Regions from separate parts of the Mus musculus genome. Here all the other regions are linked to region 3. The links are chromatin contacts, called in public promoter capture Hi-C maps. All regions are on one chromosome and are shown on one strand. The core of a region is the stretch at or near the end of the contact, and the rest is flanking DNA. Distances in the headings are between cores, read along the strand shown.

Region 1 (2,955 bases), core at 238-2,737, 1.1 Mb after region 3:
ATGTCTTACACTGTTTTAGTTTTGGGAATTCGCCTCCCCTACCAGAGAAAGCATGTGCATGTGTGAGAACTCTTCATAGCCTAGCAGACACTGCTGGATACGGATACTCACGCTCCACAGAGGTGGAGAGGGCAGAAGAGAGCACCGATTCGGGAAGCCATCTAGGCCCCAGTACCCAGGAGAGGGTCAAACGAAACTCAACAAGTGTTTATTAACGACTGCTTTCTGATTTATTTAGTACCTGGCATGAACTTTTTAGCAAGCAGTGCATGATTAATAGCTATTTCCATAATATTGATCTCACGGTTATCTCGTCCTTCCTCCCATAATACAGATGGGAAATAGTGTTTTTGGAGGATAGGTCAAGACGGTCAGTAAAGCTGGGCGTGGTAGACCACGCCTATAATCCCAGCAGTTGGGAGGTGCACAGAGGTGGATCAGTTAAAGGTGAGCCAAGGCTACTTAGAGGCCTGTCTGGGGTTCAGGAGGCATTGTCTTAAAATAAAGACCAAACCACAATAGCTTCTTGCAAGGCCTTCCGGGTAATTAAGTGGTGAAGGAGAGTTCCACAGCGGAGCCATCAACTATGTGTGTGTGAGTGAGTGAGTGAGTGAGTGAGTGTGTGTGTGTGTGTGTGTGTGAGCCATCAACTATGTGTGTGTGAGTGAGTGAGTGAGTGAGTGTGTGTGTGTGTGTGTGTGTGTGTGTGTGTGTGTGTGTGTGTGTGTGTCCCACACCTGCGAGCAGTAACAAGCAGCAAAGACCAGCGCTGCTCTCTGGAGAGCTGAGCTGCTGTGCTTAAGGCTTTGGCGATAGCTTCCCGGGATCGCCAATTGCACACAGGTGGTCCGCGCGGCCACAGCTGCTTCCTTCCCCCCAGGACCACGACCTCACCTCCAGCCAATTTGTTCGAGGAATCAGAAAGATTTTTCCAGGGCCCACCTAAGAGTTTTCCGACTTCACAAACACCGCGCGAGGCAGGCGTGGGCTTCCACTCCCGGCTCCCGGAAACCAGAGAGCACTGGGGCGAGGAGCGCCTAAAAGTTTGAAAGAAGACGCGCCCGCCAGGGAGCAAGCGGGGTAGAGGGAAGGACAGTCTAGGCAAGGGAAAGCTAAAGAAGACGGCAGAGTGGAGCGGAGAGGACAGAGGAAAATTGTGCCCTCAACCCCAAAGTTAGTTCGCCGCCCACAAAGCACCTCTCTATTGCGCCTGCGCAACGCTGCCTCTTGGTCACCCCGCCCCTTTGCGCCGCCCGAGGTTTACTCGTCTCTCGGCAACCATTGACCCGAGGAGCCAATCAGAGGGCGGCGTTCGTCCGGCCCCCCGCCGTCAGCGCGGGGCGCAAGGATCCCGCGGGGCCCCGGCCGGCGCGCCCCGCCCTGGCTCCCCCGGGAGGCCGGCCGCGGGGCGGGGGCAGGGGCGGGGAGGCGCGGGGGAGTGGTCAGGCCGGTTAAGATCGGAGGGGGCGGCGGCCGGACCGCTCACTCGCCGCAGCTGTCTAGGGGCCGCAGTCTCCGCTCCGCTCCTGCTGGGGGCTGCCCACGCCAACCACCTGCCTCAGTCACCTCCTCTTCCAACGCCCAGGTGAGTCCACACTCCCCTCCTCCGCAGGTGGGAGGATGCTGCTGCGGTCCTCCGGGGCGGGGGGGGCGGGGGGGGCCGCGCTTTCCCGCTTAGGGTCAGTCCCGGCAGAGCCTGGTGGCATGCCCCGGGGATGGAGGAGAGATGCCAGCAGGTGTCAGGACCCGCCTGGCTCCCGCGTCCCTCACGCAAACTTTCCTCTGTGAAGGAGGCAAACTTTTCGGAGACCGTGGCCGGGCTTTGGCAAACTTGGGCGAGTTCCTGCTGCCCCGGCAGCCGGAGTGTAGGGGGCTCTTTCCCTGCACCTAGTCGGTGCTCCGGCTCTGAGCTGCGCCCCTGTGGCGCGCACACCGAGCCCGGAACCCGGGCGATTTTGAACCCCGCGGTTTTGGCGGCGCAGATGAAGACGCAGCGGTCGGGGCTAAAGCCTGGCCGGCGAGGGGAGGGCAGTTTCCTGGGCTCGGTGCCCGGGATGGCGGCTGAGATCCTTCTCCCTTTGGGACTGTGGACACCCAGCGCGGCCAAATGATCGAAGCTGCGCGTCTCTCGGAAACTTCTCGAGAATTCAGCGGCTGTGAAACCTGGTTCCTCCCCTTTGGGGATCGAAAGTCGCTTACTGCGTAGGCTGAAAGCCATGTAGTCAGTCCGTTGACTCTGATAGCGGTGCTGTCGGTGGCTTAGAGGCGCGGCTCCCGGATCGTCCGGGTCAGGGAACTTCTTTAGCGCAGTTTGCGAGGAGGGTGAGAGCCTTCTCCATAGGAAGAAGTTGAGGAACCTGCAGTACCAGCTGGTAGCCTTTACACCTAGCGCGGGCAGGCTGGAGGGCAGGAGACCGCAAAGTCCTGGAGGGCTGGTGAGGAAATGCCTAGTTGGTTTTTCAAGAACGCAAAACTTCCACCAGCATCGATTGTCATCCCTAGGTGGTCTAGGCCTCTTTTCTCTCCTCTCAACCTTTAATGTGGAGAAACCGTTCAGAGCCCGGACCCAAGTCTTAAGCCCCTCCCTCAATTGAGGATAAAGTGCTTACAACGAAAGATTTAATAGACTTACTGATTTTTTAAGAATAGCTGTGTATGTAATAGTTTGAATTATGACGAGTTTGGTGTTCTGGAAATAAAGTTAAGATGGTCAAATCCTCCTAAATTAGGTCCCCAGCTGCCCCGCTACTCTGGGAAGGAGGGTGACGGTGGCCATTGCTGGCTACAACAACTTCCACTGTAATTTGCTTGGCAAGGCAGCGAGGGAGCCAGAAAGCTAGCCAGGCAGCCAAGAGGGTGGTAGGAAGGCTTACCAAGAATTCTATCTTGCTGGAAGTCACCAGAGGTGTGATTGTTTTTCCACATCTTACCCCGCAGTCGAAGGGTGTGGGGTGA
Region 2 (2,729 bases), core at 127-2,626, 1.1 Mb before region 3:
GTCACAAGTGAGGCCCATCGTTCAATAATTTATTACTTATCGTCCATCCAGCCTCCTCAGAGCAGATGGGACAACCATCGCGGCCAGTCCAGTGGTTTCAAAGCATCCCAAAGCATCTCTGCTCCTGCAGTTACCCACATCCCCTGAAGCGAGACTCGTGTCTTCCCTCAGGGTCTATCTGAGCAGCTACACTGGCTGGCATTCTGTTACTGGAAGGCCAATAGGGACTGTGCAGAATGGGCCTCTGACCGTTTTCCAGGGCTCGGGAGAGAGTATTCCAGGGATGGTACACCTCTAACTATGCCCTGCTAACACAGTAGACTGGGGCCATGGCACTCTCTCTGGCTGTCTCTATGCATCTCTACCCAGGGAATGCTGCCAGGTCTACACCACCCTGCAAAGTTGAATGAGATCATTTCAAGAGTACTGGTTGTACGCAGGGACCCTAGGGGGATGTTGCTGCTCTTCCAAAATCCCTCCATTTTCCAACCCCTCGTAAAAGAGCACCCACCACTGCCCACCCAGAAGACCCCCCCCCCCGCCAATGCCCAAGAAAAGGACGATCTTCCCCACTCTTTCAATTTTCTCTACTGTCCGTTATTTTCCCAACAAACCACCAGAGCCAGGCGGCGTGTCCGCACACTCTTGGTTGGGGCGCCACCCCAGGCAGCCCTACGGTAGGGATTTCCCTCCCAGAGCCTTGGCCCGGCCGCCGGGTTCCCCAGAGAAGGCAGCGCGAGAAGTGGGTGTGTGTACACAGCAGGATGCAGGGAGCACGGGCCGCCAGGCCCCCAGCCCTCGGAATATTGGGGCCCGCTAGATCCCCGCACCTGGCGCCACCCGCCGGGCGATGCCGCCGAAGATGATGGCTTCTTTCGGGGGAGCATCGCACCGTGTCTCCTCTTCTCATCACCTCTGGTAGCTCAAGCTTCTCTATGTCCTATCCCCCTCCATATGTCCCCTCCCTCTTTGTCTGCTTAGCGCCTCTGAACATCCTGCCCTCTCCTATGGCCCAACTCTATTGCGGTCACCTCCCCGGGGACCCTGGCCCCCTAACCGGCCCGCCGGTTCGGGTCTCACCCAGAACAGCAGGTTGAAGCCGAGCAGCAGATACTTGATGCACCGCAGGCCCCCGCGAAAACGCCCCATGCTGCGACCCCGGCGGCGGGCTCCCGATTCCCCAGGCCCGCGCCGAGCCCCGGGAGCGGCGGGCGCCGGTGGAGGGGCGGGGCGGGTTGGGAGGGGCGTGACCTGTGGGCGTGGTCTGCGGGCGGGGATTTGGTCGCGAGCGGCCAGCTGGCTGTGGCTGGGGCGCCCTGGGGTGGAGATCCCGGTCCCACGCACCCGCTCCGGCCCTTGGAGGTAGCACCACCTTCGTCCACGCTGGTGGGCTTGGGCTCCTGTAGCTATCCGAGCATATGTGCGCCCACCCGGAACGCGGGGTCCATTTAATCAGTGCCGGGTGCCCAGACTCCCTTGAGGCCCTCGATGATGGTTGAAGTTATCCTGCGTGTCTATGGAAACCTAGGGAGGTGACTTCAGATGGTAAAGCTAATAGGATCGGTGAAGCCGGTAGAGACTCTGTGGTGAGGCGCCAGGCAGAGTGTCCAGGGCTGCAGTTAAGCAGAGTCCTGCAAGCGCCCAGGCCGCGGGCGGAGGCCGCTGCTGGGGACCCTCCCTCCTGCCGCTGCGTTCCTAGAGGACTGTTACCTTAATAGGCAAGAACTGGGAGTAGGCGCGCCAGGCGGAGGCCCTGGGCCCTGACACTGCTTCCCACCCTGCCCAGTCCAGCCCACCAGATCAGGGAAAGGGAGTCAGACCTCTCACTCACATCCTGCTAGGTTTGATAGATCGGGGGCCTTGAAAGAAGTCCAGATTCTTAGGGTCTAGACTGAGATGTGTAGATCAGGGAAAGGGAGCGAGTTCTGTTTTGCTTTGTTTTTATTAAGCTAGGCGACTGGTGAAGAATCGGGCATTCACTTCAGTTGACTAAGTGTCTACAATATGTGGTGTCAGACGGCACGGGGGAGACAGGAAAGTGTAAAATCAGGGAGCTTGTGCATTAATTTAGCAACACTCTAAGTGCCAATTATAGGCCAGGCATAGTAGCAAGCCCTGGGGACACCAGAAGAATGCCAGGCTTGCTATCACATCTTTACTGGAGGGCACAGATCTGTAAGCAAATTTTTGGAACAAGGTGAGGTGGGTGGGCTAGGAGCTGGGCAAGAGACTGCTTCTGCCTTGACTAAGGAAGGCTTTTCAAGAAGACTGGACCTGATCCTAATTTGTAAAATAGGTGTCAGTAGCTGGGCAGTGGTTGTTCACGCCTTTAATCCCAGCTCTTGGGAGGCAGAGGCAGGCAGATTTCTGAGTTTGAGGCCAGCCTGGTCTACAGAGTGAGTTCCAGGATAGCCAGGGCTATACAGAGAAACCCTGTCTCAAAAAACCAAAACCAAACAAACAAAAAGGTGCCAGTAGAGAGAGCAGGGGGTCAGGGGAGGAAGCAGAGGAAGTACAACCTAGCCTGGGAGCAGGAGTCAGAGAGATGGCCAAGGTGAGGGGAGTCAGGAGCTCACCAGAACAAATCACAGAGGGCAGGCACTTGACTAATGTGACACATTACCCCATTATCTTGGGGCCTCTCTTTCCCATCTCAGTATGGAGATTGTACAACCTGCTTCAAAAGAGTTGTGAAGATTAAGGAGTTAATATATGTACAGTGAGATCAG
Region 3 (2,700 bases), core at 98-2,597:
ACTAACAGGGCTGGTACTGGTACTCTGGATTTGAAGGGTCTTTCCCCAGAATCGTGATTTTAAATTTTGCTTATAGTTTCCTCTTCTCTCTAAGCCCCAAACTGATTTAATCAAGTTCTGTAGATCACTGGAAGAGATAAAGGCTGCCTTCTGCTATAAGCAACAGTTGTATAAGCAACCGTTGTTTCTAAGAAGTACTGAGAATTGCTCTATGGAGGAACTGATAACACAGTGCCTAGATGTTTGGGTGTTTCTCCTTCCCTTACCCTCTGCCCACCCCCACCTATTTTTTGCAAGCTCTACATCCTACAAAGCATTGACACTTGAAGTTGATAGGTCTATATCTAAGAAGTTAGTGTTTTCCTTACTTCTAGGTATTTTCAGAGATGGAAATCGAGTTTCTCTTCTGAATCCTAAGCTTTCCCAGACTGCTTGCTTTCCTGAGATTGGTAAGAACAACAACAAATACTTTGTTGTTTCTGATGTTAAGTTTCAGCCATCACAGCGCCTGCTTAGCCACTGAAACTAGAAGCCCCGCCCTGCAACTCTGCCAGGCCAAGAGTGGGATGCGACTGGCTGGAAGTGAGTCTGATGAGACCCTCAAGGTAACCACGGATGCTGTGGATGCTGTTCTTCAAAATGCTTGAGCCACCTCTTTTACTAAAGATGGGTGTTCTTTTGGGTTTTAGGTTTCTCTGCCATAAAAAGGAGAAACTCTCCAACAAACAGTTTAATCCCCCCTCCTCTTTTGCAAGATTTCATTCATACAGTGCTGTGAATGAATTTCTTACTGACTTTTTTTTTTTATATAGTCATTTGGGGGTCATAAGGGAAGGGAAATGTAAGTGATGCGCGCACGCGCGCGTGTGTATATGTCCTGAAGCATTTCTCTAGTGGTGGAGTGAGAGGACCCCAGGACGAAGGAATCAAAGGGAAAGCACCATCCGCCGCCGCCGAAGGATGCCGGCCTGGATTCTGCAGAGAGGAATCCCTCGGAGTCGTGCAGCTGCTGTCCAACCCCGGCCCCTCGAGACCCCAGAAAAGCTACGCTGAGCAAGTAGACTAGCCCCGACTGCGCCGCACCCACTGTGGACCTTCCGCACCCTACTCCGCAGGCTGCTCACTCAAGTCCCCAGTGTTCTGCAGGCGGGAGCGCTCCGTAGCCCTTGAGAGACCCAGACACCCGCGTCCTGGGCACCGGCGCCCTCCTGCCGGGAGCCCAGGGCAGGCAGTCGCTAGCGCGGTCTGGGCCCGGCTGGGAGGGGTTAGAGGCGGAGGCGGAGCTAGCTGGAGCCGGTGTCAGGTTGCTCCGGTAACGGTGACGTGCACGCGTGGGCGGAGCCATCACGCAGGTTGCATATTTTAGGAAGTGAGGAGGAGGCACGGGCTCGAGCTGCGGCTGGGTCTGGGGCGCGGAGCCTCGGCGGGAGGAGGCGGACACGTGGCAGCGGCGGCAGCAGCGGCGGCAGCAGCGGCGGCCTCGGTCCGGGGCGCCGGCCGTCCTCCCTCTTTCCTCCCGCGGCAGCCCTAGTTCCCGCCTCTCGGCTCCCCCGGCTCCGCTCTCCCGGCCGGGAGCTGCTCTCTTCTCTTTCTAGTCTCCAGCAACAGGACCCGGCGCGGGGCCCGCAGCGCCGCCACCATGGGGAAGGGGGTGAGTGTCTGGCGAGCCCGGGCCCCGGGCGGGGGCGCGGGAGGAAGCGGCTTAGAGACCGGGCTCTCGGCAATGGAGGGGCGGGTGCTGAGCGCGGGCAGCGGCCCGGGAGGAGGAGCACCCGGGGCGGCATCTCTGAGCCGGGCGCCTGCCCTGCCTGAGCCCTCTGGTCGCCTTCACCGCGCGCCTTGCGCTTCCTTTCTCCCTCCTCCCACCGTGCCCAGGGGAAGGAGCGCTCCTCCCCTTCCCCCGGGGAGCTCCGACAGGGCCCCCTCGCGGTGGCGGTCCTCGCCGCGGCCCGGCGCCGGCGAGGGCAGCCTCCGGGTCGAGACTCCCTTCTCCTGGAGGCGCTGGGGCTCGGCCAGCTCCCCGCAGAGGCGACCGCCCTCCCCCAAAGGAAAAAAACTGGCTTCCCCTTAGGCCGAACCAGCCCAGCGAAGCTGGTGCCAGAAAGGGTGTGACTTCACAGCCCAAAGATAGCCTTTAAGGTATACTTTTGAGAGCTTTAAAATGGGCCACTGTCCATAACAGGATGTGCCTTTGGTAACTGGTGTTATCGTCTTAACGACGGGGAGGGGTGTGTTGTTTTATGTCGGAGCACAATTCTTAAATGGGGCCAGGCTGACCCTTCAGGGCCGCAGGGTACTGTCAATCTAACAAAGGACTGGAGACTGGGCAGTTGATGGTGTTAGAAAAGCCATGCGGGTTTCCTGCACTGCTGTCTCACCCGAGAGCGGTTCCCGAAGAGAATGAGGGAATCGGGCACGAACAACACTGAGTTCCCACCTCGGTTACTGCTGTCCACCTCGGAAGAGTTAGTTCTTGACCTCAAAGTAGCAGATTAAAAACTTAAAAAAATAACCCTGAAAATATCAGTTCCTAGCTTGAAAAAGCACCAGTCATGAGAATACAGGTGGGAGAGTCCATTCCACCCTTTTCAGGGCTGACCAAGCAGACAAGCTGTAGACACTGCAGGTCCTAAGGCACCCGGGTATATACTGGATGGAGCCAGAGGGAAGCACATTCTTTGGAGACTTGAAAGAGATGAT

What was found. Promoter capture Hi-C pulls out the DNA fragments that hold promoters and counts their contacts.
Region 1: a contact with region 3 is called in a promoter capture Hi-C map of pre-B cells, with 4 times the contacts expected there. The contact joins the promoter of Tent5c here to the promoter of Atp1a1 in region 3. A contact is called at or near these places in 3 of 39 promoter capture datasets (liver, neutrophils and pre-B cells), 4 of 484 Hi-C or Micro-C datasets (CD4 T cells, embryonic stem cells, natural killer cells and 1 more), 1 of 115 datasets of contacts at active chromatin or transcription factors (thymic regulatory T cells) and 2 of 9 other capture datasets (adipose tissue and liver).
Region 2: a promoter capture Hi-C map of second pharyngeal arch cranial neural crest shows a contact between it and region 3. The contact joins the promoter of Tspan2 here to the promoter of Atp1a1 in region 3. A contact is called at or near these places in 6 of 39 promoter capture datasets (the C10 cell line, cranial neural crest, embryonic stem cells and 3 more) and 2 of 115 datasets of contacts at active chromatin or transcription factors (large pre-B cells and pancreatic cancer cells).

The regions. Positions count from the first base shown.
Region 1 is chr3:100,487,724-100,490,678 of GRCm38.p6, reverse strand. It overlaps Tent5c (terminal nucleotidyltransferase 5C), which reads left to right and starts at 1,487. Exons shown (of 2, transcript NM_001142952.1): 1 at 1,487-1,585.
Region 2 is chr3:102,733,417-102,736,145 of GRCm38.p6, reverse strand. Tspan2 (tetraspanin 2) reads right to left here and starts at 1,376. Exons shown (of 8, transcript NM_027533.3): 1 at 1,081-1,376. The coding sequence starts at 1,149. Tspan2os (tetraspanin 2, opposite strand) reads left to right here and starts at 729. Exons shown (of 4, transcript NR_040588.1): 1 at 729-918.
Region 3 is chr3:101,603,354-101,606,053 of GRCm38.p6, reverse strand. Atp1a1 (ATPase, Na+/K+ transporting, alpha 1 polypeptide) reads left to right here and starts at 1,347. Exons shown (of 23, transcript NM_144900.2): 1 at 1,347-1,651. The coding sequence starts at 1,640.